5 separate regions of the Mus musculus genome follow, and regions 2, 3, 4 and 5 are each linked to region 1. A link is a contact called in public ChIA-PET, Hi-C, HiChIP or PLAC-seq and Micro-C data. All regions are on one chromosome and are shown on one strand. The core of a region is the stretch at or near the end of the contact, and the rest is flanking DNA. Distances in the headings are between cores, read along the strand shown.

What was found. A called contact is a pair of places that touch in the nucleus more often than the background predicts. ChIA-PET counts read pairs in DNA pulled down with a chosen protein or histone mark. HiChIP or PLAC-seq counts read pairs in DNA pulled down with a chosen protein or histone mark.
Region 2: a Hi-C map of cortical neurons shows a contact between it and region 1, with 2.6 times the contacts expected there. The contact joins the enhancer-like site here to the promoter of Phf20l1 in region 1. A contact is called at or near these places in 2 of 39 promoter capture datasets (frontonasal cranial neural crest and hippocampal neurons), 6 of 484 Hi-C or Micro-C datasets (cerebral cortex, cortical neurons, forebrain and 2 more), 3 of 115 datasets of contacts at active chromatin or transcription factors (embryonic stem cells, forebrain and microglia) and 2 of 9 other capture datasets (adipose tissue and macrophages).
Region 3: an H3K27ac HiChIP or PLAC-seq map of trophoblast stem cells shows a contact between it and region 1, with 9 read pairs. The contact joins the enhancer-like site here to the promoter of Phf20l1 in region 1. A contact is called at or near these places in 1 of 39 promoter capture datasets (neutrophils), 2 of 484 Hi-C or Micro-C datasets (CD4 T cells and centroblasts), 3 of 115 datasets of contacts at active chromatin or transcription factors (memory CD8 T cells, pancreatic cancer cells and trophoblast stem cells) and 1 of 9 other capture datasets (liver).
Region 4: a contact with region 1 is called in a Micro-C map of the HL-1 cell line, with 3 times the contacts expected there. The contact joins the promoter of Ccn4 here to the promoter of Phf20l1 in region 1. A contact is called at or near these places in 2 of 484 Hi-C or Micro-C datasets (the HL-1 cell line and muscle stem cells), 4 of 115 datasets of contacts at active chromatin or transcription factors (double positive thymocytes, effector CD8 T cells, large pre-B cells and 1 more) and 2 of 9 other capture datasets (adipose tissue and liver).
Region 5: a contact with region 1 is called in an RNA polymerase II ChIA-PET map of memory CD8 T cells, with 18 read pairs. The contact joins the enhancer-like site here to the promoter of Phf20l1 in region 1. A contact is called at or near these places in 2 of 39 promoter capture datasets (neutrophils and pre-B cells), 1 of 484 Hi-C or Micro-C datasets (CD4 T cells), 3 of 115 datasets of contacts at active chromatin or transcription factors (double positive thymocytes, epiblast stem cells and memory CD8 T cells) and 1 of 9 other capture datasets (liver).

The regions. Positions count from the first base shown.
Region 1 is chr15:66,574,783-66,579,372 of GRCm38.p6, reverse strand. Phf20l1 (PHD finger protein 20-like 1) reads right to left here and starts at 1,801. Exons shown (of 21, transcript NM_001081409.1): 1 at 1,526-1,801.
Region 2 is chr15:66,099,096-66,103,685 of GRCm38.p6, reverse strand. All of the region lies in intron 1 of Kcnq3 (potassium voltage-gated channel, subfamily Q, member 3), which reads left to right. Among named protein-coding and RNA genes, the nearest start is that of Hhla1, 120 kb to the right of the region's middle. Within about 2 kb of position 1,970, at least 32 of the 459 cell types and tissues checked have an H3K27ac peak or open chromatin away from gene starts, as enhancers often do. A contact at or near this core is called in cerebral cortex, cortical neurons, granulocyte-monocyte progenitors and 1 more, where this site is marked.
Region 3 is chr15:67,031,244-67,035,833 of GRCm38.p6, reverse strand. Gm31286 (a long non-coding RNA gene) reads right to left here. Exons shown (of 4, transcript XR_384159.2): 4 at 2,577-3,927. Among named protein-coding and RNA genes, the nearest start is that of Gm31342, 6.1 kb to the left of the region's middle. Within about 2 kb of position 1,828, at least 15 of the 459 cell types and tissues checked have an H3K27ac peak or open chromatin away from gene starts, as enhancers often do. A contact at or near this core is called in trophoblast stem cells, where this site is marked.
Region 4 is chr15:66,889,426-66,894,015 of GRCm38.p6, reverse strand. Ccn4 (cellular communication network factor 4) reads right to left here and starts at 2,647. Exons shown (of 5, transcript NM_018865.3): 1 at 2,382-2,647. The coding sequence starts at 2,450. Gm46514 (a long non-coding RNA gene) reads left to right here and starts at 2,685. Exons shown (of 3, transcript XR_001781648.2): 1 at 2,685-2,756.
Region 5 is chr15:66,859,308-66,863,897 of GRCm38.p6, reverse strand. No RefSeq gene overlaps it. Among named protein-coding and RNA genes, the nearest start is that of Gm46514, 30 kb to the left of the region's middle. Within about 2 kb of position 1,862, at least 100 of the 459 cell types and tissues checked have an H3K27ac peak or open chromatin away from gene starts, as enhancers often do. A contact at or near this core is called in memory CD8 T cells, where this site is marked.

The DNA of each region.
Region 1 (4,590 bases), core at 552-3,051:
CCGCCTGCCTCTGCCTCCTGAGTGCTGGGATTCCGAGTGCTGAGATTCCGAGTGCTAGGATTAAAGGCATGCCCCACCACGCCCGGCTTCAAGTGATTTTTCTTAAATTTCACATTTCATAATCAAATTATGCCAGACTCTGGGTAAGGTTTCTATTATTAACTCAACATTGTGCCCATAATGACAATTAAAAAAAAAAAAAAAAAAAAAACCTGCAGGAGTCGTTACTTCACTATACTTCACTATAGCCCATTTACATTAAGTATTTAATGATCTTTTGGCCACACTGGCTTGCCTAGCACACGTGCAGCCTTTTTGACTACCGAGTATTTGAAGAGAATGCATATATTCTCAAGGTATCAATAGTGGAATGAAAATAATAACTGGCAAGCACGGTCTTATCAAAATACAACGGGTTGGGGACCAGGAATCTAACGCTGCTCTTGTTGGAGGGAGATGCTTAGAACATGTTCTTACATTACTACTCACTAGGATCTTTCTAGCTTAAAAAAAAAAAAAATAAACACCACACAAATGAAAAATCCCCACACAAACGAAAAATCTTATAATGTTTTAGCCACTGTTTAAAACAGGTAAAACTTAAGAGCAAACAGAATTCCAAATGTCCCTTCCTGTTTTTTTTTTTTTTTTTTAATCTGAAAAGGGAAGAAAAGAAATAGCATCAACGCTTGTTACAAAAATATGGGGGATCAAGTTTACAAGGTCGTGCCTAAGGGGATATAGAATATCCTGACATGGCATCAGTGAGGTTAAGATTCATAGCCAGGACACACTAGGTGTAATGGGAACAAACATAAATATTTTAAATAGAAATCTTGTAAGTGTGCAACATACAAGGCTGTTACTTCAATGTACAGAAATAGAATCCGAAGAGGCAGTTTGCCAGTTATGCTAACATTTCCTAAGATCAAACTTCCAGCCTGTAAATCTAATCCCCCGTGACTCTCAGGAATGAGGACCTCAAAAGGCAGGGACGATTTCCATTCTCTTGTGAGGAGACAGGAGAATGAGGGAGGCGGCAGAATTAGGAACTTTTACGAAAGACAATCTATTGGACAGACCCTTAAAGTGAAACTGTGGAACAGGGAGCGAGAAAGGGGAGAAGGAAACAAAAAGAGAAATGAAAAAAGACCAGAAAGCGGTAAAAAAGAGTTCGTTGTAAGGATGGTGGAAGTTTGCAGAGATGACAGTGAGAGGAAAGAGACAGACACACAGAGCTAGAGAGCGGTGAGGGAAAGACCGCGAAGCTAAGCAGAGGGGACGAGGCGGGCTCGCAGGGGTGTCAAGGGGAGCCAGGAAAGGCCGCGGCGCGGCTGGCCCGGAGCCCGGGAGCTGCAGGTTGACAGCCGCCGGCCCGGCAAGGGAAGGAAGGCGGGGGTAGCGCGGCGGCGCGCAGACAATAGGGTCAGCGGATGGCAGGGAGCGGGACGCCGGCCGAGAGCAACGCGGGCGCGAGCGCAGCCCGGGGACCCGGCAGCTTCCAGGCCCCTCCGCCGCCTCTTACCGACTCGGCCTCGTCTCCGCACAGCAGCCGGGCCGTCCGGGGCCGAGCCGGGGCGCGTCAGGGAGGCCAGCGCGGGCCTCGTTCGAGTCTGCCCGGGCAGCAGCAAGGGAGGGAGCGGGAGCCGAGTGAGCCGGGCCCGCGGCGCCGCGTCGGCCCGAGGAAACGCGGGAGGAAGCCCTCAAGCCCACTCCGGCTCCGCTACCATCGCAGCCGCCGTCGCTGCCGCCGCTGCCGCCTCCGCAGCCACCACCGCCGCCGGCCAGCCCTGACGCGACGCCGGCCGGGGACGTCAGCCGCCCGCGACGCGCCGGAAGCGGGCTGGGTTGAGTCACGTGGTACGCGAGGGCCGGGCTGGCGCGGCGCAGCCGATTGGAGGACTATTCTGGGGGTGGGGCTTCGGCCAGGCTGGGCTACTTACACATAGAAAAGACCTGGGCTCTAGATTCCCCTTGGTGGGGTCAAGAGGATGGTGGCCTTTTGTGATTGTTGCTGGTTTCTAACAAATCCCACTACTTGACACATTGGGCAAACTTGTCAATGCACCACACACTTTTCACCGTGTCTGTTCTATCCCACGTTAAGGACAGACACAATGATCTGTATTACAAAATCAGAATTGTCTCTTTTGAATGGATACTTTGTCACGACACTCTGCTATAAATATATCACATGACAATCAAAACTGCACACTTATACTACTTTCCAAATTCAGAAATCTTTATAAAACAAATAAAAGATTCTTAAGAATCTTTAAAAATTCCTAAGAAGTTTAGGGTACTAATAGAACAAGTCTTCACAATTAATAGTATAGGACTACCTCTGTTGAACACCTACCATGTACCAAAGTCTATATTAAGCAGGAGAATCCCTATCCCAACTTTGAGAAGATCTACAAGTTATCATTCAAAGTGCTACTGAGAGAAAACATCTATTTTTTTCCCCACTCCATCACTCTGCCTCCCACGTTTTAAAAGTGCATCACTGCATACAAATGACACTTATATTTATCTTGCTTCATCGTGTACAGTGAAAATAGAAATGTTTTCTCTGACTTTCAAGAGATTTGGTAAATTGAGAAAATCTTCATAATCATCCTTTTATTCAAAAGACATTCATTCAAGAAATATATATCTAATAGTTGCAGAGTTATACTGAGCTTAGTGATGCTACAAACAATGCGAATAAGACAGTTCTGAGATGATATTTGTCTTTATGTTCTTCTTTTTAATCCTCTGTGGTTCTCATTGGTCCAATACAATTAATATTTCTATTATTTCTAGAATCTTTTTTCTGTCACAGGCAGAATTATACTTTCCACTTTTAAAATATTATGTACGGTTATTTAATTTGCTGTAAAATTAGAATACAAGTAAGATCACACACACAAGAAAATGCCAATGCAAGAAGACAGTTCTAAAATATTTTTGTCCCCCAGTACTGTGATTTACAATGTTTGCAATAATTACTGTTTTAGCAGTAGAAGTCCTTGATACACTAGGATGACTGTAGGAATTATGGATCACCTAAAACAAACATGCAATTTAAAACAACACTTGATTTAAACAATAAAATGTATAATGTTGTCAAATAAAAAACATATATTTATAAATCAGGATCATTTGTTTCAGAGTCTAATCTAAATTTAATGAAGAAGTGTCAACCCTTCATTAGATGGGATGAAAATATTAGAATCTAATGAATTTAGTCCCCCTTGAGGCTATAGGTCTCACTTTAAATGCTATTTAAACTATATTGTTTTAAAATTTGTATTTAAAGATGCTAGCAATGTGCAGAATATGGAACAAAGTTTACAAATCACATCAGTGACAGTACCACTAAGTCAGGTTTCTGACGAAAGATAGATAGATAGATAGATAGATAGATAAAGAAAGAGATGTGTGTGTGTATTACATATATATGTGTGCATTCATTTAAAAATGTGTGCTTGAATATATATATGTATATATACATATATACTTTTTCTGAATGTATGTATATACTCTTTACTATGTTGAGTGTCAACCAGCATGATCATTCTCTGTTTCAAGTAGAAATAAACAGAGTCCCTCAAAGGCACACCATAGAATAAAAGTGAGAGGGACCACCATGTACACTCAGGCAAGCAACCCTTAGCAAACTCATTGAGCAACACTCAAAATGGAGACATGAAAGTAAAGCTGAGACTTGTTTAGAAGAGGAGTTCCAGTGAAGGAGGGGGTGAGAAGGGGAAGCAGGTGTGAAAATGACTAAAATTTATGTTACAAGTGTGTAAAATAGTCAAATCAAAAATGAATGTTTTATAAATGGGAATGAGGTCTTAGGTGCATTAGTGGCTTGAGTGGCTTGAGTGACTTGTGGTCCTGTGGAGTTAATACCCTCCCTTGGAACACATGTTAAAAATGGGAGTGCCACATTTGGTTGTCACTAAATTGCAATGGGAAATTTCTATTTAATGAGGAGTTACCGGGTCTGCTAAACAGCTTGGAGTACATAAGCAGCTCTTTATCTTGTAGAATTACACCAACCCATGTATGAACTTTGAATGTCCATCTAGATACTCATAAGAATGAAAAAGTTTAAAATTGTTTGTGATGAAAACTGAGTCTCTGAGGGCCTGCATTCCACCCTGCTGCTGGGGTGCAGAGGACCCGCTGGAGAAGCAAAAATTGACAGTGTTTACCCTGCACTGCTGCCATTGGGTGCTGGGCTTTAGGGAAGCCCCAAGTCTTCCCAGGGGCTGGGTAAACACAGTCTAAGATGTGGGATGCTGAAGCTGAGGTTCCCAAGCTTCTGGATACCCAGTCACCACTGAGTTACCTCACCAAGGAGTCAAGAACTATGAAGTCAGGTCAGGGGCTCCCAAACCCTTGGGTATCTAGGCACCCCTGGGCCGTGAAGAGTTGGAAGTGGAGCTGAAAGCCACAGGGGCTGAGGATGGCAAAAAGCCCAGGGTCAGAGAAGATGAGAACTCTGCCTCAGCTCATCAGCAAAAGTCCTTAGCTTGGTTGCAGTTGTCTGGGAATGGAGGGAAGCTTTCTGCAGGAAACTTAGGCTACAGCTTGGTA
Region 2 (4,590 bases), core at 721-3,220, 480 kb after region 1:
AAGATGGCATAAACTAAACAGTGATACAGTAAACAGCCAGATTCCCAGAGAACTTCAGAGGATACACAGGGATGTGCCCTTTGTGTGTGAACCAACCCCTTTGGAGAAGTAGCTACTGTTTCAGACATTCAGTTGATTGCACAATGCATTTTCTGTGCCAGGCTAGAATGAGGGTTGATTGCATAACAATGTGTGGCTTTATGGTTAGAGCCTATTGTTTTTACAACATTTTGATATTTTATTCGTTGCAAATTGTTTGCATTATAACTGTTGAAGTATTATACATTAAATATTGCAGTGGTTTCAGTATGTTTGGCTTATGGAAAGTGGTACGATTAGAAGGTGTGGCCTTATTGGAGAAGGTGTGGCCTTATTAGAGGAAGTGTGTCACTGTGGAGTGGGTTTTTGAGGTCAGTCTGGCTAATGGGATCAGAGTCTCCTCCTGGCTACCTTTGGATCAAGACGTAGAACTCCGGGCTCTTCCAACCCAATATCTGTCTACAGGCTGCCATGCTTCCCACCATGATGACAATGGACTGAACCTCTGAACCTGTAAGCCAGCCCCAATTAAATGTTGGCCTTTATAAGAAGTTGCCTTGCTCATGGTGTCTCTTCACAGCAATGCAACCCTCACTTAGATAGTTATCAAATAAATAATCACATTAAATCTTATTAATTTGAATTTTTTGAGATGTTGGCACTCCTCTTAAATTTGTTTCCATAACAGCTTTATTGACATATAATTCATATTTCATCCCATTGACCCATTTGAAATGTGTGATTCAGGGATGCTCAGTGGGCAGAGGTGCCTGTTGCCAGGCCGGAATTCCTGAATTCAACTCTTCGAATCTACGTGGTGGGAGTAAAGAACCAAGTGAGGCAAGTTGTCTTCAGATCTGCGGACACATGTTATGATGCATGTGGCCCCCACCTCTTCTCACACACACAAAGAATGTTTTTTTTTAAGTGTATACAATATCATGCATAATGCAATGCTTTTCAGATTTCACAATCATAGCTGTCATGGTAGAGTCCCCCAACTCAAACTGGCTTAACTGTTCCCTGTTGTGGACATTTGTATATATTTTGTATATATTTTGTGTGTGTGTGTGTGTGTGTGTGTGTGTGTGTGTGTGTGTGTGATGTGTGCATACATGCATATGTGAGGAATGTGCCTGTACCTATGGACATGGAGACCAGAGGTTCATTTGGAGTGTCTTCCTCTATCACTTTCTTCTTGATAAGCTCAGACAGTATCCCTGCTGAACCCAGAGTTTACAGACTTAGCTTAGTGTAACCAACCAGCTTTGCCTGGTGATCCCATGTCTCCACCTACAGAGTTCTGGGATTATGAGAGCCGGCCCTTAGGCTCAGCATTTGTTTGATTGATGGGAATCAGAACTCTAGCCTTTATGTTCTAGCAGTACTATTTGTTCTTCTTTGTCTGGCTTCTTTCTTCCGCTTATTGGGTTTCAGGGTTTATCCGAATTTTATTTTCATCACCAAATAAAATTCCATCCCCTTTTTAATAACACATTTGTCTATTCATCAGTTGTTTGCAGGTTAACTTGGAACCACTGCAGGGCCGCTGGTGGCTAATGATGCTAATCTGTCCATGTCTAAATGTGTGCATCTTGCTTTGCTTCATTCCTCTTAAGACATAAAGCGTTCTATTTTATGTCATAGTTGCAGTATGGCATTTGTCTAATTTCTAAGTGAGGCGTTGATGAGGGCATCTGGTGTCTGTGGGCTGGAAGCAAAGGATTGACCAATAGGGCAGCAAGGTCAGAGCCGCTCTCAAGTAGCTCTGTTTCTGTTCTTTCCTGCTCTCTAACTTGCATCTGCTCCTACTAGCTTGGTCCCCAGTGTGCTTGTCACCCACGCATACGCCCACCCATCTCCTGCAGCAGAGGGGAGACTGCACATTGTCTCTCCCAAGCATCAAAACATCTCCTGGCATTTAGGAAGCCTTCGGCAGACCAGGGATGAGGAAGTGAGCCCATCAGGGAACTTAAACACCCCAGCAGGGCCTAGGCTGTGCATGCAAAGTGAGAAACCACGGCTGAGTCTCTCTTATAGGTGGTTCGTTTAGCAGAGGAGAGGCCTGCTTGGCACAGCAGATAGTTTTGGTTGGGGCAAAGAAACAAGTATCTGTGGAGGTGGCCGTGCTGGGAAGCATAGCAACAAGGACGTGGGAATTTCATTTTCAGAGGAGATAGAGAAAAAGCAAGTCTTCTGAACTGACCAGTGGTTTGGTTTTGTGGTTTTGGTTTGGTTTGGTTTGGTTTTGTATTTGTTTTTGTTTTCAATTCAACTCAGATCCAGAGTTGCTTGCATGCCTCCTTAATAGAATCTTTTGTATGTTAGAGATGCAGGGAATTATAACTGGATATGGGGCTTGCTGATCATGGTGATCCACCTGTGTAAGTGTACCAAAACCCAATGTATTTCACACTTCAAAGCGTGGATGGAAGGTTGGATGGACCTGAGTGTCAGACTGGCTGACGGGTTGGTTGCAGATAGAAAGTTAGATGGATCAAAGAACAAAGGAATGTACAACTTACAGAGGTTCCAAATATATTTCCTTTTAGCTGTTCTATAAATGGTGGGAGTGGTCTGCATGGGAAACTGTCCACATAAGAATCAAGAAAATACCATGGCTTAAGATTCTCCCCCCATTATTAGAAACAATTCCCAGATGTTTATCTCAGCAACTTATTTCAAAGCATGGCATGCCCCCACATCCCATTTAATATTTGTTTCATTTACCTCCTAATACTTATTGCACTTACCATGTAAGTATTATTTTTAAAAGTGAATATCCCCTCAGTAACATTCCTACCAATAAGAGGCATTTTCTATTTAGTTCAAATCTGAATTTCTAGATCATAGAATAATGTTTGTCACAAAGGTTATGTTCAACAAATAGTGGTTATGTATATGAATAGTCTCATTCCTTATGGGAAAAGATGAAAAATCCTTTCTAGACCCCAGTTCAAAAAAGACAATATATGGAATACATTATCATGAAATTTATGTAACCTTCTCATTATATTTGACACTGATTTGTATTTAGGAAATATACCAGTCAGGCTGAAACTTAGTTATCAATTTTTGCAACTTAGAGTTTGAAAAAGATGGTATTAAAATCTGTAGGTAATTTCAAGTGTTGTCATCTTGAAATATTATGGCTTTTAGTCTATAAGCATAAAATGTTATGACATTTATTTAATTTAAAATAATTTTAATACCATTTTGTAGTTTTGAATAGTGAACTTTGTATATTTTTTATTAAACACATCCCTAATTTTATTTCACCTTTGACCCCTTGATTATTTAGGATTTTATTGTTCAGATCCTATATATATTTATGGGTTTCCCTAACTTCTGCCTATTATTGATTATTAATTTTATAATGTTGTTACTGAAGAACATATTGTGTATGATTGCAGCCTTTTCAATTTTCTGAAACTCATCTTCTAGCCCAGCATATGGGCATCCTGGGAAACAATCCATGTATACTTGAGAGAACATGTCTTCTGCTGTTGCTGTGTGCAGTGTTCTGGGAATGTCTGTCAGGTCTAGCTGGTTGGTACTGTTACATAAGTCTTCCCAGCCACTTAGTCCATCCATTATTTCATAGAGAATATTCAAAGTACCAATATTTCGCGTGAAATTGTGTGGTTCTCATGGATAGCACATTTGCTCTGTGCCTTGAGGAGCTTTGATGTGGCTTGCATCTATGCTTATCACTGTCCTGCTATTCTGATGAAGTGACTGTCATATTCTCTATGTGGTCTTTTATTTAGGTCTAAAATGTACTTCTAGTAAAGAGTCTATAGTTCAAACATGCATTTTTTTTCCAATTTGGTCTATCCCTGCTCTTAGGTTGGTATATACAAGCCACTTCTAGTTAATGTAGTAACAGATACTGTAGGATTTGCATCTACTGTGTTGCTACATATTTACATATTGCTACTATTTACATACATAATATCTTTTTCATTACTCTATTCTTCTATTACCCTTTTAATTTTTAAAACATATAGTGTATAGGCATTATGTCTGCGTGTGTGTCTATGCACTGTGTGCATGCCTGGTGCCTAGAGAGGCCAGAAAAGGGGTAGATGCCCTAGGACTGGAGCTACAGATGGTTGTCAGCAGTCACCTGGTGCTGGGAACTGAACTGAAGTTGTTTGGGGGGAAAAGCCAGTGTTCTTAACTGCTGAGCCTTCCCTTCAGCCCCTCTTGAATTACTTTTTTTGGGGGGGTATTTATTTCATTTACATTTCCAATGCTATCCCAAAAGTCTCCCACATGCTCCCCCACCCTCCCACTCCCACTTCTTGGCCCTGGCGTTCCCCTGTACTGAGGCATATAAAGTTTGCACAACCATTGGGCCTCTCTTTCCACTGATGGCCGACTAGGCCTTCTTCTGATTCATATGCAGCTAGAGACATGAGCTCCAGGGCGGTACTGGTTAGTTCATATTGTTGTTCCACCTATAGGGTTGCAGATCCCTTTAGCTCCTTGGCTACTTTCTCTAGCTCCTCCATTGGGGGCCCTGTGATCCATCCAATAGCTGACTGT
Region 3 (4,590 bases), core at 579-3,078, 460 kb before region 1:
TACAACAGTGGTTTTCAACCTGTGGGTCACAACCTCTTGGGGGTTTGGATGACCCTTTCACAGGGGTTGCATATCAGATACTTGCATATTAGATATTTACATTACGATTCACAACACTATCGAAATTACAATTATGAAGTATCAATGGAAATAATTTTATGGTTGGGGATCACCACAGCATGAGGCATTGTACTAAAGGGTAGCAAACATTAGGTAGGTTGAGAGCCACTGGCAAAGAGGTCTAGCTGAGGCCAGAACAAGTTAGCAAGGTGCTCTGTGTCACTTGCGTACGAAAAGTTATTGTGCTGTGAGCCCTCTGATGTAGAGATGTCAGCTTTCTAATGGGCTCCACTGTCTCCTTGCAGGTGAAGTAGCTCCTAATCTCCAAGGCTTCAGGGCCATGAGACAAGACACCAGAGGGAACTCAGAACTGCCCAGAGACTTTGCATTTCTACGTGTCCTAAAGAATAATGGCAAGAACCACTCAAAACCATCCAGAGCATACCACATGCTTTATCTGTGCACCTCATCAGAGATGGGGAAAGGAGAGCACAGAAATGAACTCAGGACCCCTGGCTAAAGAGACAGAAGGAGGCGATCTGTTGAAAAGTCAGCCTTGGCCTTCGTTGATGCGGGGTGTTGAGAAAGCATCTAAGGGCTGATGGCCTCTTTGACACTTCAAGAGACGAGGGACACTACTAGGAACCCTGACTTTGGGCTTGTGTATGTGTCCTTCTCAGGGTTCCAGTTCCTATTTGAGGAATATCGTGCAGGTCACCCAGCATCAGCAACTGCCCTGCTGGAATCGGGTTAAAGGGTCCTAGCATGCAGCTGAGAACCACTGCAGCTGAGCTTCCTGGGTCAAGGTGAGAAAGTCAGGAGCCAACTTGAGTGTGCAAAAGAGCTTAAGAGCTGAAGAGGAAGCACCCTTGCTGTGTTTGGGGTTGAGTCTGTGTGGGATGGGCCAGGTGCAGTGAGTGCTAAACATGGAGGAATGGAGCAAAGGACAGGCCCTTCCTGAGACCTCCAGGTTGGGTGTGTCACTCAAAGAAATTTCCAGAAGCTTCCTGCAATTGGAAGGACACTAGTTTCCCTGTGTTGCCTCCTCCACCTCCACCTCTTTTCTCTCTCCTAGCTCTTTCTGCCTACCAGAATGTGTTTTATATCCTCATCCAGCTGTCTTTTCCTGTCCCCAGGAAGGTCTTCCTCATCATTGTCCTCCTCCCTCAGGCAAGGACAGGGCCTGCTTTGAGCCTACATTCATCACCATTCACCCTGTTCTGTGGGAGATTAGATGCGAGTGCCATGTAATGTCTGTGATGTGCATCTCCTTCCCTACTTCAGGGCTAGGCCCTGATCTCTCCTAAGGTCCAGCCTTCAGATAGACATTTTGGAAATGACTGACCAGCTAGATTGCAGGCACAGAAAACAGATCTATGCTGTACCAATACCCTGGAATGGCAGCATCTTTTTCTAGGCTGGTGAGACCTTCTCAAACAGCCATCATCACTTGGGAAGATAAGGAAATCAATAGTGCTAAGAGCCTGGTAGGGTCTGGATGTCCCGACTGTTCCTGTGCAGCCATTCCAGGTCCTGAACTTAAAGTCCCAGCTGCAGCTGAGCAGAAATAAAACCAGAATTCTGGCCAAGGGAATTCAAGATTGAATTCTAGTTCAGTGACTCAGCCCCTTGCTCTCAACCCTTTGTTTCTGTTTCAAACCCTGGGGACAGAATGACACCTTAGGGACATAATAGAGCATGTGACAGCAGGGGAGGCTTACCTTCTAGAATTCAAAATATGCTTCTACCGCATTTATGCCCTCTCCTGTGATAATTAACCTTGGGAGGCTTCTGAGCTGCTCAGCATTGAGACAAACACCACACAGGCTCTACAGGGCTATGTCCTGCTAGCTCTGGCTATCTCACAGGGCTAAAATGCATCACTCACTCCACACTGGGAGCCTGCCACAGTACCCACTTTGCTCCATTCTCACCTAGCATATTTCCTGGCTTTAGTGTGGAGAAGCCCACGTGCCAGGGATCCAATCCCCTTGACAGATCCAGGCAACTGATAGCCATTGCATCTTCTTGGGGCTAAATGCTAGTCCTTTTAGTGGTCCCCAGAGGCCTGTGTGTACCCGTGCCATGAACTCACAGATGCTATTATCAACACACACATCATTTGTAACCTCATCTCCTCAAACCTGAACTCATGAACTTTACTCTAGCCACGATGTCTTCTTGCATTCCTCCAACAGGCTGAGTACTTTCTAATTCACAACCTTTGTGCCTGCTGTTCCCTTTCCTTGTGTCTTAGTTAGGGTTTTACTGTGGTGAACAGACACCATGACCAAGGCAAGTCTTATAAAAAACAACATTTAATTGGGGCTGGCTTACAAGTCCAGAGGTTCAGTCCATTATCATCAAGGTGGAAGCATGGCAGTATCCAGGCAGGCATGGTGCAGGCAGCGCTGAGAGTTCTATGTCTTCATACAAAGGCTGCTAGTGGAAGACTGACTTCCAGGCAACTGGGGTGAGAGTCTTAAGCCCACACCCACAGTGACACACCTATTCCAACCAGGTCACACCTATTCCATCAAGGCCACACCTCCAGAAGGTGCCACTCCCTGGTCCAAGAATATTACAAACCATTCACACCTTGTTTATCTGATGTGCTTCTACCCCACACCCAGACCCCTTCAGCACTTCTTTCTGGGAGTTTGCCAGTTAAATCCCACTGCTCTTGTGGTCTAAAACCTCCAAGGATGCTTTAGGATGTTGCACCCATGTGATTCTCACAGCTGGAAGAAAGTGCCTTTTCCTCTTTATGGCTGTTTAAATGAGAAATGCAGCCAATATAGCTTCAGACATTTGAACACTTAGTCCCCAGTTAGGGGTGCTCTTTGGGGGGGTGTTTAGGTGGTACAGTCTGGAGATAGCATGCACCTGGAAGTGGGCTTTGAGATGAAAAGCCTTATATCATTCCCAGTTTATTCTCTCAGTTTCCTATTTGGAACTGAAGATGTGAACTCTCAGCCTAGAGTTGCTGCTGCCACCTCTGCCTCTTGTTGCTCGGAGTCCTCTCCACCCTCATGAACACATCTCCCTCTAGAACTGGAAGCCAAAATAAGCTCTCTTTTTACATTGCTTTTGCTCATAACGTCTTATGACAGCAACAGAAAATGGAACGAATCCATTGCCCCTCACATCAGAGCTGCCTCCAGACTCCTTTTACCAGGAAAGAAGGATGCATAATAAGACTGAGCAGGGTCCATACCTGCCTTTGGGAGCTTCCTTCCCATCTGTGGCAACCACCCTATGAAAAGTCTGGTACAGTCCAACCCCAGCAAGTTCACAGAGAGCAGGAACGCCCACCCAGCCGAGCTCACCCTGGGCCTATGAGGTTGTAACGTAACAAACCAATGCTGCTCTGAACAGTTGCACTGGGGGTGGTGGGAAGTACCCGAAGCATCCCTTTAATGTGACGCACACAGTCTCCTCCCTTGCTCTCTTCGTTCTCCGTCATGCTGGTGTCCAGTGAGCAAGCACGTTACTTCCTTGTTCACTCACCACATAGCCTGGTTGCAACTTAAAATGTGGCGGACTCCACAAGGATGAAGATTTATTCTACTTCATTGCTGCTTTGAGTACCCGAGCTAGAGCCTGGCTCATAACTGATGCTCCATAAGTCTGTCCTGCTGGAGCATCCAGTGACTGCAGCATTGTATAGGGAAATCTGTCCTCTTTGCATTATTATCCATATGCATGTAAGCAAGCTCTGCAGTGGCATCTGCTCTGTGTAATGGCCCTGTGCCATATGAGTACTTGGGTACCAAGGGAGCCAGCTATTGTCCCCACATGCTTATGTGGGCACACACTCATAAAAGATGATCCATTCAGGCAAATGTGCAGGCCGTCCTCCTTGTCCTATGAGAGAGAGCAGGGTGGTCTGAGGATTTACATGTAGGCATGCTGTTTTAGCGAGAGAAGTTGCCTATGCCTGGACATTAGGCCTCAGCAACCATCTTCATTGGACAGTTTCCTTTTCATTCTCCTCCAGCCTCCCCATTGCTGTGAGTTAGGCCCAAAGGGGAGTACCTTGATGCTACAGCCAAAGTTAGAGATCACATCACATGTAGCTACCTAGGACCTCTGCTGGTGACTCTAACTGTGTGTGTGGGGGGGTGGGGGGGTGTTGGCTTGGACCCCAGAATCTGAATTTCCATCAAGCATTGTAAAAGTTTCTTTGGAGGGAGCACCTCCCCAAGAATGTTGATTATTATCATGTTAGGTTCCAGTACATATGCACCATTACAGCAACCTAGAAGCAGTCTGTCCACACTAGAACTTCTCTCTCTCATGTCCTGGAAGCCAGAAGTCTGAAAATCAATCTCATTGAGCTAAGATCAAGCCATCCACAGGGCAGAATACACCCACTGCCTCTTACATATAAGATGGCATTTGATGTGACAAGCCACATCACTGTGTCAGCCTCTGTGGTCACACTACCTTCCTTCCTTGCTTTTCCTCACCACCACCCCTCATTCTTCTTTTCTGTTTGTGTATATGGCAGATATGCATGTGTATATG
Region 4 (4,590 bases), core at 1,398-3,897, 310 kb before region 1:
ATGGTTAGAGAGAGAAGATAGTGGCAGACCCTGCATCCTAGCCTATTTATCCTGGAAGACATTGGCTGGTCCCTCTCTTATCTCTCATTTGAACACATGGGTGGATGTCTCCAACTTGCAAGTGTTTTTAGGGTCCAGCCTGTTTCTATACAAGGATTTAGAGTAGTAGAAAGCTGCCACTTAAGTTCAAATGTCATTAGCTGTGTGGCCTTGGGTAATTTATCTAACCTCTCTGAGCATCAGTGAATGTTGGTTGTTCTCAGGCAAGGATTCTATCTCTGCATAGACATGACACATGGGTGGGTATTGCCATGTACATTGTCCTTGGGATGGCTCACGTACTCTCCCCTTTCACTTAGCAGGTGGGCCCTCACCACTTGTCCAAGAAAAAGAAAAGAGATAAAACAAGCTGTTCTTCACACAGAGCGTCAACCACAACACTGTCATAGGTACCAGGCTTTGCATCTGAGCCCAGAATCTGCCTCCCTCCCCCACTTTGAACATCCCCCTCCCCAGCTGGCCTCCTGCTTTTTGCCAACAGCCCATTTAGCTACATGCACACCAGACAGCGTCTCCCCTCCCAGCCTACTTCCTCAAAGTCTTCTTGGCAGTGCTCACTTCCCACATACTTTTCCTTCCGTATGGCCAATGCACATCATTCTTTCCATGGGGCCCCCCTGCCCCTTGCTGGATTTGAACTCCCTGTCTGTATTAGTTCTGGAGGATGCCATGTGTGGAATTCGGTTACAAAGCCGGGCTCTGACTTCTGGGCACAGCCCAGCTCTGTACCATCAGAGGTACTGTGTCAGTGGATGGGGGTTTCGAGGGCATCCTGGAAAACAAGATGCTGGGAGACTCCTAAGAGTACAGGGTGGGCAGTCTGGGAGCTTCTGGGGACACACTCCTTACTGATGCTGCTAGGTCCCTCTGGACTCCAGGTCTCTTTACTGAGACCCCCTAAAAAGCCCTGACTCTGTTCCCCACCATCCCTCAGTCCTGGCTGTTCCAGCAGCAGGCTCAAGTGCAAGACTCTGGCTCCAGTGCAAGACTCGCCTTGAATTTCCCCTCTTGTGCCCTCACTCTGATGCTGGCTCCCCTGTCACCAATTCTCCATCCACACCCTGCCCTCCCAGGCCCAGCCACCTGTAGGCTTGTACCCAGTCACAACCAGTCCCAAGGCAGAGGCAGGCCTGCTTGCTTAACTTCCTGGACTCTAGGCTTAGGGAACGTTGGGACGGCTGAGTGCTGAAAGTGTGCCACAAGAGATGCCAGTGTGACCCAGGCCACTTGCTCATTCCGACCCTGGGCCATTCATTTGCTTCTGGTCATCCTTTGTGAATAGAGCTGGTAATCTTTCTTGTCGTAGGGTTAGATGCTATCATGAACAAGCATCGTGCACAGGCTAGAGGACTTGGGTACAAATTGCACATGTTCATTGTCTCCACGTAACACCTCAAGGTGCCTGTTACCCAGTCCCAGACATGTCTAGTTCTGAGCTTCAGTGGAAATGGACTGAGTTCCTGTGCTCACAGGCAGATTGCTGTACCGTAACTCCAAGTCTCCTGGAATACGCATGTTAGCACCCCAAAGAAGTTCTTGGTATAACTCAGTGTCAGTGTCAGCCTTTGTCTTTGGCCCTCATGTGGCAACCTCAGACTCAGCAGCTGCCCAGCAGCTCACCCTGCTGCTGGAAGCTGCCTCCCTTCTGTTCAGCTGCCCACATCACTCACTGCCCCTAGCAGCTTGCCCTCTTGCCCAGCCACCCCCGGCTTTGCTCCAGCAGGCTTCCCTGCTTTGCCACGTGTCTCCTTCCCTGTCTCTGGAAGGTGCAAACTGATGTCCCTCTCTCCAGGACCCAGATGCCTTCTGGAAATGGCAGGACAGGAACAGACCATGGAGGGTCACAAGGTGCTCATGGTGGTAAACCCAAACCTTGCTTGCTTGGTGGAGATTTGCTAAAAGCTGGCGTGCTCCTTCACATCTTGTCCTGGGGTTTCTTAGCACCTCTCTTTGGGGGACCTCAGATGCTCCGAGTCCTGGAGTTTTTAAACTGGTAGGCTCTGGATGTTCTTAGCAACCCCTCATTTTATGCTGCTTTGAATTCGTGAGTGACCCACCCAAGATCACAGGGCCAGTCCAGGGTGCAGATCCCCAGGCCCTTATTTTGTTGTATATTGTCTGTGAATATAGGAAACAGGGTGTCTCTCTCAAGGGATGCGCCTTCTGCCCCACTCCACCACCTTCTTCAGACTCAAGAATCTCTCTCCTCCCGCTGTTCATTATTCCAACCCACCTTGTCTTGACCCCCCAGTCCCTCGGGCCTCAGAACCAGGCAGGAAGGGATCAGGTCCCCTCACTGATCCCTTCTAAGCAGGACTCACCGTGGCCAGGATGTTGCCCACCCTCAGGACTGCCACGGCTGCCAGCGTCCAGGGCAGGAGCCACCTCATGCCTGGAAGTCAGCGTCACAGGAGCTACGGCTCAGCCCAGAGGATGCGGATGCCTCTCCAGGGAGCTGGGCCAGGACTGGGCTGGCCCATCAGAGCAGCGGAGAGCCTTCCTCAGCCCCCGGGGGCGTTTGTCAAAGCGACATCTGACGTCAGGCCAACAGACTAGCCCTGCATTTTCCTCTAAAAAAACTTTTTCTGCTACTCTCCCCCTCTCTCTTTTTCTTTCCTCTGTCCCCACCTCCAGCCCAGCTTGGCCAGCCTCCCCGCTCTGACAGCTCTTAAAGGGAAAGTCCCAGACTCCACAGGGTAAGGTGAATGAATTCTCACCCAGCATCCTCCACGCTCTAGGAGGGCTCAGGCTCTCCGGACAGGAGGGAGGAAACAGAAGGGTGCGGGCTGGAGGTAGGGAAGGTAGAGGCATTGTGAGGACTTTGAGAGGGCTCTGGGGATGGGGGTGGGGTGGGAGGACTTGCATCTCACTTAGCTCTTCCCTGTGCTAGCCTTTCTTCACTGTCTCCCCACCTCTGAGTCAGAGGCAAGCAAAAAAGGTTCTTATTCCAGCCAGAAATGACAAGAATTTATCACTGACACGCCTGGAGGTGCGATCTGTCAGCAGGGTCTGCCCTGCTCCTCAAGGCCATACCCACTGGTTCAGTTCCTCTCCCAGCCAGGCTGCTCTGCCAGGGATCCTCAGTCCATTAGCCTGTCTTCAGTGTCTTTGAATATTTTTTATTCTTGGAAGGACAGAACTCCTGGCCTTGGTTCTTTCCAGACCCTAGTCAAAGAAATCTCAAGTTTGCATAACAAAGAGATGGCAGGGTGGGGGTGTGTGGGGGTGGGAGTTGGGGGGTTTGGGGGATGGGGAGGAATCTTTTGAGGACCCAGATCTATAGCCTCTGCATCTTCTCAAGGGTGCTGTTCAGTCTCCTGTCTCAGATTCCCCTGTTCCCTTGCTCTCCTGTTCCTGCATCTCAGAAAAACCAGAGTGGTTCTCAGCCTGGCATTATGGACAATGAAGGTCATCTCCTAGGTACTGCCAGCCAGTGCCTGTCCTATGTTCTTCTCTTCGTCCAGACTCCATGGCACCTGCTCACTGCTGCCTGTCCCCTACCAAGTATGAAGTTTTCCTTCTGTGCACAAACCACTCCCCTCTCGTGTTTCCTGGTAGCTCAGTGTTGCTGCTTGTTTGGGGGATGCTGTCTGTTTGGAGCTGCAGTGGCTGTACCCACTGAAATCATTTTATTCCCCTCTCGGTCCACCCTCTGACTACCACACATCCCATACCTCCTTCCTGCCCCCCCCCATCTCCATGAGGATGTCTCCACCCCCTACCCCCACTCCACCAGACCTCTAAATTCCCTGGGGCCTCCAGTCTCTTGAGGGGTTAGTTGCATCTTCTCTGATTAAATCCAGACCCAGCAGTCCTCTGCTTTATATTTGTTGGGGGCTTCATATCAGCTGGTGCATGCTGCCTGGTTGGTGGTCCAGTAACTGAGAGATCTAGGGGATCCACATGAATTGAGGCTGTTTGGGGACCTCATTTCTTGAGAGAGAGAGGGGCGAGGGGGAGAGGAAGAGGGAGAGGGAGAGGGGGAGGGGGAGGGAGGGAGAGAGAGAGAGAGAGAGGTAGAGAGAGAGAGAGAGAGAGAGAGAGAGAGAGAGAGAGAGAGAGATTCATGTGATGGCTGGAACTGAAGCAGCCATTTTGGTATAAGAACAAGCCCCTGAGACTGATGAAAAGATCTGGGTTCCTGGGAGTTTATCTTCTTATTGAACCAAATATGAAATGAATCAGCAACTCATGGCCTTAGTCATAGCTATTTGGATATTTTGTTCTTTGGAGCCAATCCATATTAACTGATGTTTGAGTACCTAAGGGAATTATATATGCAAAATGCAAAACCAGGCAGGGATGTGGAACCAGGAGACTAACCACCTCAACAGCTTGTCGTTTTTTTCTGCTCATTAACTCTTCAATTGGTTCTGTAGCTGGAACATGGCAAAGCCAGCATGCTAGCAGGTAACATTAAAGAAGTTTCCCCAAATACTGGGACCAGTGAATCATTTACGGCCACTTGGCAGAAAGCAGGCATAGACACGTACCCTTCAGCTGGGGTGACTGGCAGGCACATGTCTCTGG
Region 5 (4,590 bases), core at 613-3,112, 280 kb before region 1:
CAAGCCATTACCTGGTAAGATGGAAAGGGAGTGTAAGACAGACTTCACATTCAATCTCTGCTCATTGGCTGACTGCATAATTCATGATCCAGTGTGTTAATGATGCATCTGAAATTTCTTCTGGGACTTATGAGCAGCAGCTGAAAAGGAGGTCACCCCTGTCACACAGGGCCCAACTTTATCCTGCAGTGGTGTTTTGCAGGGCTGTGTGGGAGGTGAGCATCATCAATTGTCCTAAGTCTTCCACAACGCACTGCTAGAACCAGCAGGAAACTTGTTTCTTGCTGTCGCAGGGACAAATGTGGGTGGGAGACCAGGGTCTAGGAAGAACAGATAGATGAGAGGGGACACTCACAGTGACAGAAAACAGCAGTAGGTTTATCTTTGCATATGCTCACAGTCTGGTAAATTCTAGAAGAGGGGGTGATAGGTAGAAATGGCCATTTACTCTGCTTAGAAGAAACTGTCATAAAGGGAGGAAACCTCTTGCTGTGGGCTTCTCAGGGCAGTGGATTGGGAATTCAATGGTGAGTGTGTATAGTGTCTATGTGGGTGTGCGGGAGGAGGTGGGAGGATTCCCCTCATGGAGAGCAGCAACTACAAGGAGAAGCAGCATCCAGTCGGGAGGTGCTAGCCCATCACTTTTCCTGCCAGCTATAAATGTGGCAGTGGCTGGCCCCCATTTCAGTAGGATATCAGTGCCCATAATTCTAACTCTCACAGAACCTGTGCCCTGTGAATGCAAGCCCCAGATCCCTGGACACAATCTTGAAGATAAGATACATACTCAGCATGTCAAGGGTCACCAACACTAGGCCAAACCTATGTGTAGGGAGTCATTTTATAGTCTCCATAAGATGCAGTGAGATGGAAGACAAGGAGACAGACAGGTTGATTATCAGTGAGACAGTCAACCTACCCACCTGCAAATGGAGAATCACATTGGATGAATGCGTCCAAGCCTTGGGAATCTGCTTCCATGCCCACCCTCCCCCATGGGTGGAAGATCAGATGTAGAAGCGCTTCAGGTATAGGCATTGAATGGTTCCTTTATAAAATAAAAATATTTTACAACCCTGAAGTACTCACATGGGTTAACAACTCATGTAGACCCTTAGCCTGGAAGCAGAGAAAGTGTGCCCGCTCCTTTCCCCACTCATTCACACTGTGCCGTGTCACAGGAAATACTCCCACAGCATGGAAACAGTGGGGAAACTCCCCTGGAGGGGGCTCTCCCGCACTGCTATCAGTTGAGGAAGGGAATGAACAGCTTACATGCTGAGGCCCACGAAGGAACAACTCTCCTCGTGAAAGTGTACACTGCATCTCCAAATTTTACCGGGAATTGAACATCCTTTCAGTTTCATTGATAGAATCTTGGGCATCAGGCCACGGGTTCATTTCTAGTACCAATACCCACTTCCACAAAGATTCATTCATTCATTCATTCATTCATTCATTTTCGTTTGCCTCCAGAGGTGATACTGTCATTTCTATAGGGCTTTAAAGTGATGTGTCACCCAAGGCTATGCAAGTAGAATGGGAAGCAGGGGAGATATAGAAGAAAGAGAGCAGAGAGATCCAAAGGACTTGTGGGACGTTGAAGATACATTCTATAGGCCCCTAGGACTAGTTAAGGAGTTTGTAGTTGTAAGATTTTTGACTACAGAGTAGGTCCATAGAAGAGACCAGGCAGGAGAGAGGGAGTCAAGGTGAGACGTGTACTCCGGGGTCTCCACATTCCTTTCCAAGCTTTCCAAGAGGAATATGGATCCTCAAAGGAACAGTCTGGAGGCAGGGCCGATCACATTTGAGTGTGGGACACACAGTAGTAAGCAGCAGCCTGCAGGCTTTCGGAATGAGTCAGGGACTGGCTGCCTGCAGTGGTATTTTCCACCCCAGGCCATATGGGCTGAGTCTGAGCTTCAGAGGAAACCACTTGGCAAGAGACAGGCTGAGAAATCTTAAATCATACACAAATTTCTCTCTCTCCCACACTCCACAGGACCTCTAGCTCTGGCCTGCATAAACACTCCACATACCACCTCAACCCCAGCACATGTAAGCGCCCACATGCACACATATCCCCACCAGCACAAGGACTACATCCACAAACACGTGCACACACACATACGCACATGCATACACACATACAAGCATGCATACACACAAACACCCCAACACATACACCCATCACATGCACATACACATGCATAAACACATCACAACACACACATGCACTCATGGACACACATTCACATCAACACACACACATATGCACACACACAAACACACACATACAGAGAAAGAGAGAGAGAGAGACAGAGAGAGAGAAAGAGAGAGAGAGAGAGAGAGAGCCATACTTGATTTCTTTTAAAGCAGTGTATTGGCTCCCTCACACTCTCCTCTGTACTGTTCTATCAGTGTGTAGTTACATGCTATGGAAACTCCCCATGTACGTGGGCCTCCCACATTATCAACATCACAGTGGAAGAGGACCAGGAAACTAGCATAGGAATTTACCGAAGCACACTGAGGAATTGCTATCATCTCAAACCCTCTGAAACTTCCTGGTGGAACTAGGTGGAAATTATATAGTTGTTTCTTGAGAAAAACATCTTAATGGGCCTTTGAGGTTGGAAAAGCAAACTTCCAAACATCTCTGGCTTGCCCTACTCAGGTCACGAGAATACACTAGCTGGGTTATCTGATGAGTTAGAAGAATTTCATATTTTCTTTTTCCTAATGGGCTGAAAACAAAAGAAAGGCCAGATTCAGGACTTGGACGGAGAGAGAGTACAGATTAGTTCTCTCGAGATTTCACAAGCCAATGGGACCCTGAGGCCGGAACAGGAGAGGATGGCCAAGAAATCAGAATGATCTAGTTAGTATACATTCAGCGGTTTCCTGATGTTCTGTGGTCTGTGTTCATGACCTCGGCCTTTAGTAATTCTACCTAAGCTGCAAGTCTGAGCAGATGGTGAGGGAAGAAACCAGTGAGTGCAAGGCCTTCCAGGAAGAAGGCAGCAGATGCAGGGGCTGATGTTGACTGAGCAGGCTCAGTTCAAAACAGCAAATGCTGGGGGAGAGAGAACATGAGGAACACTTACTTGGGGAGCTTCATGGGACACCTTAGGACTACTGCAGGGCACCCCAGGCCCATTGCTTGGCCTTCACGGTGAGGTCTTGGGGTGAATTGCAATGCTACAGGCAGGGAGCTGGTTTTCTTGCCAAAGCTGTGTTGACAAGAATAGAGGTCATCTTCCTGTCACATAGGCATCAGGGTCCTCCCCAAGGGGGTAACCCAGTCTATTCTCCTACGGAATCATGGTGAAAGTGGAATGGCATGATAGGACTGCATACACGGTGTGAATTGTGGACAGCTGCCGTGGCGGAATCTGGTTGTCCTGCTAGAAGATGAAGTTTCTGATGGTTGCTTGGAGGGTCTAGCCCAATGAGAACACTACTCAGAGGCAGGCCTCTGGCTAGGAAGGGATCTCTGAGCTTCCAGGATGCCAGACATCCTGTCTCATTACTTTCTCCAGAGTTCTTGGGAAGGGAGATGAGCTTCTCAAGTCTTGAAGGACAGAAACTGGAGCTGTGAAATGCTAGTAGAGGACAATGTCACCAGAGGAAAGAATGAGAAAGTGGCAGGCAGGGGACTAATTCTATAGACTCCCAGAGCCATGGGAAGTAACAAAGATGTCTTGCATGCCTCACAAAGTGCCTGCTTTCTGGAGGAGGGAGACTTGGAGCTGATTTCTAGCCAGTACCCAAGTAGTCAATGACAACAAATGACAATCTGACAGTCTATGGAGGAGTAGAACATTCCTATCTCCCTAGAGGGACCAATGAAGGTGGAAAGGGAGGTGAGAAGAAGGAAGTGCCAGGCAGAGGAGAAGGTGAGTGCTCTCACGTATGTGCACGTGCCTTCTCCCCCACCTCCTACACATGCCTTAGGTCATTGTCAGATGTGCTGGCTCTGGGCATTCAGCAGCCCAAATACCTTTCCTGCCTTCTCCTGGTTTAATAATGGATGGTAGTGGGCAAGTTGGAGAGATTTCTGTATCTTTGTTTAATTTTGCTTTTGAGACAAGGTCTTTTTGTGTAGTCGTGGCTATCCTGGAACTCATTATGTAGACCGGGATGGCTTTAAGCCTCACAGAGGTCCTCCTGCCTCTGCCTCGCAAGGGTTGGGATGAAAGATATGTACCACCATTCAATTTCTGTGTCTTTAATGCTTGAATGATGACTGGTGATGGTGTGGGAAATATGCCAGCTAGTGCACAAGAGACTGGCTGTCCTCAGGACAGAGCTCAGCTGAGCAAGTTGTTGATGAAGGTGGCTGGGGCTAGATAAGGAAATGGCATCAGCTAAGTCCCTGTAGGGCCAGCAAAACTGATGCAATCCAGCTGTCACCTTGCTGTCCATGTTCCAAATATAAGAGGGCTTCTCAAAGGAAGGCTCCCATATGAAGTGACACATGTACTCAGTAGTTGAGTATTCTAGTTTCATTTCTGTTGCTGTCATAACATGTCCTGTCAAAAGCAACATAAGCAGGTATGCAAGAGGAGTTTCCATCGCAAGCAG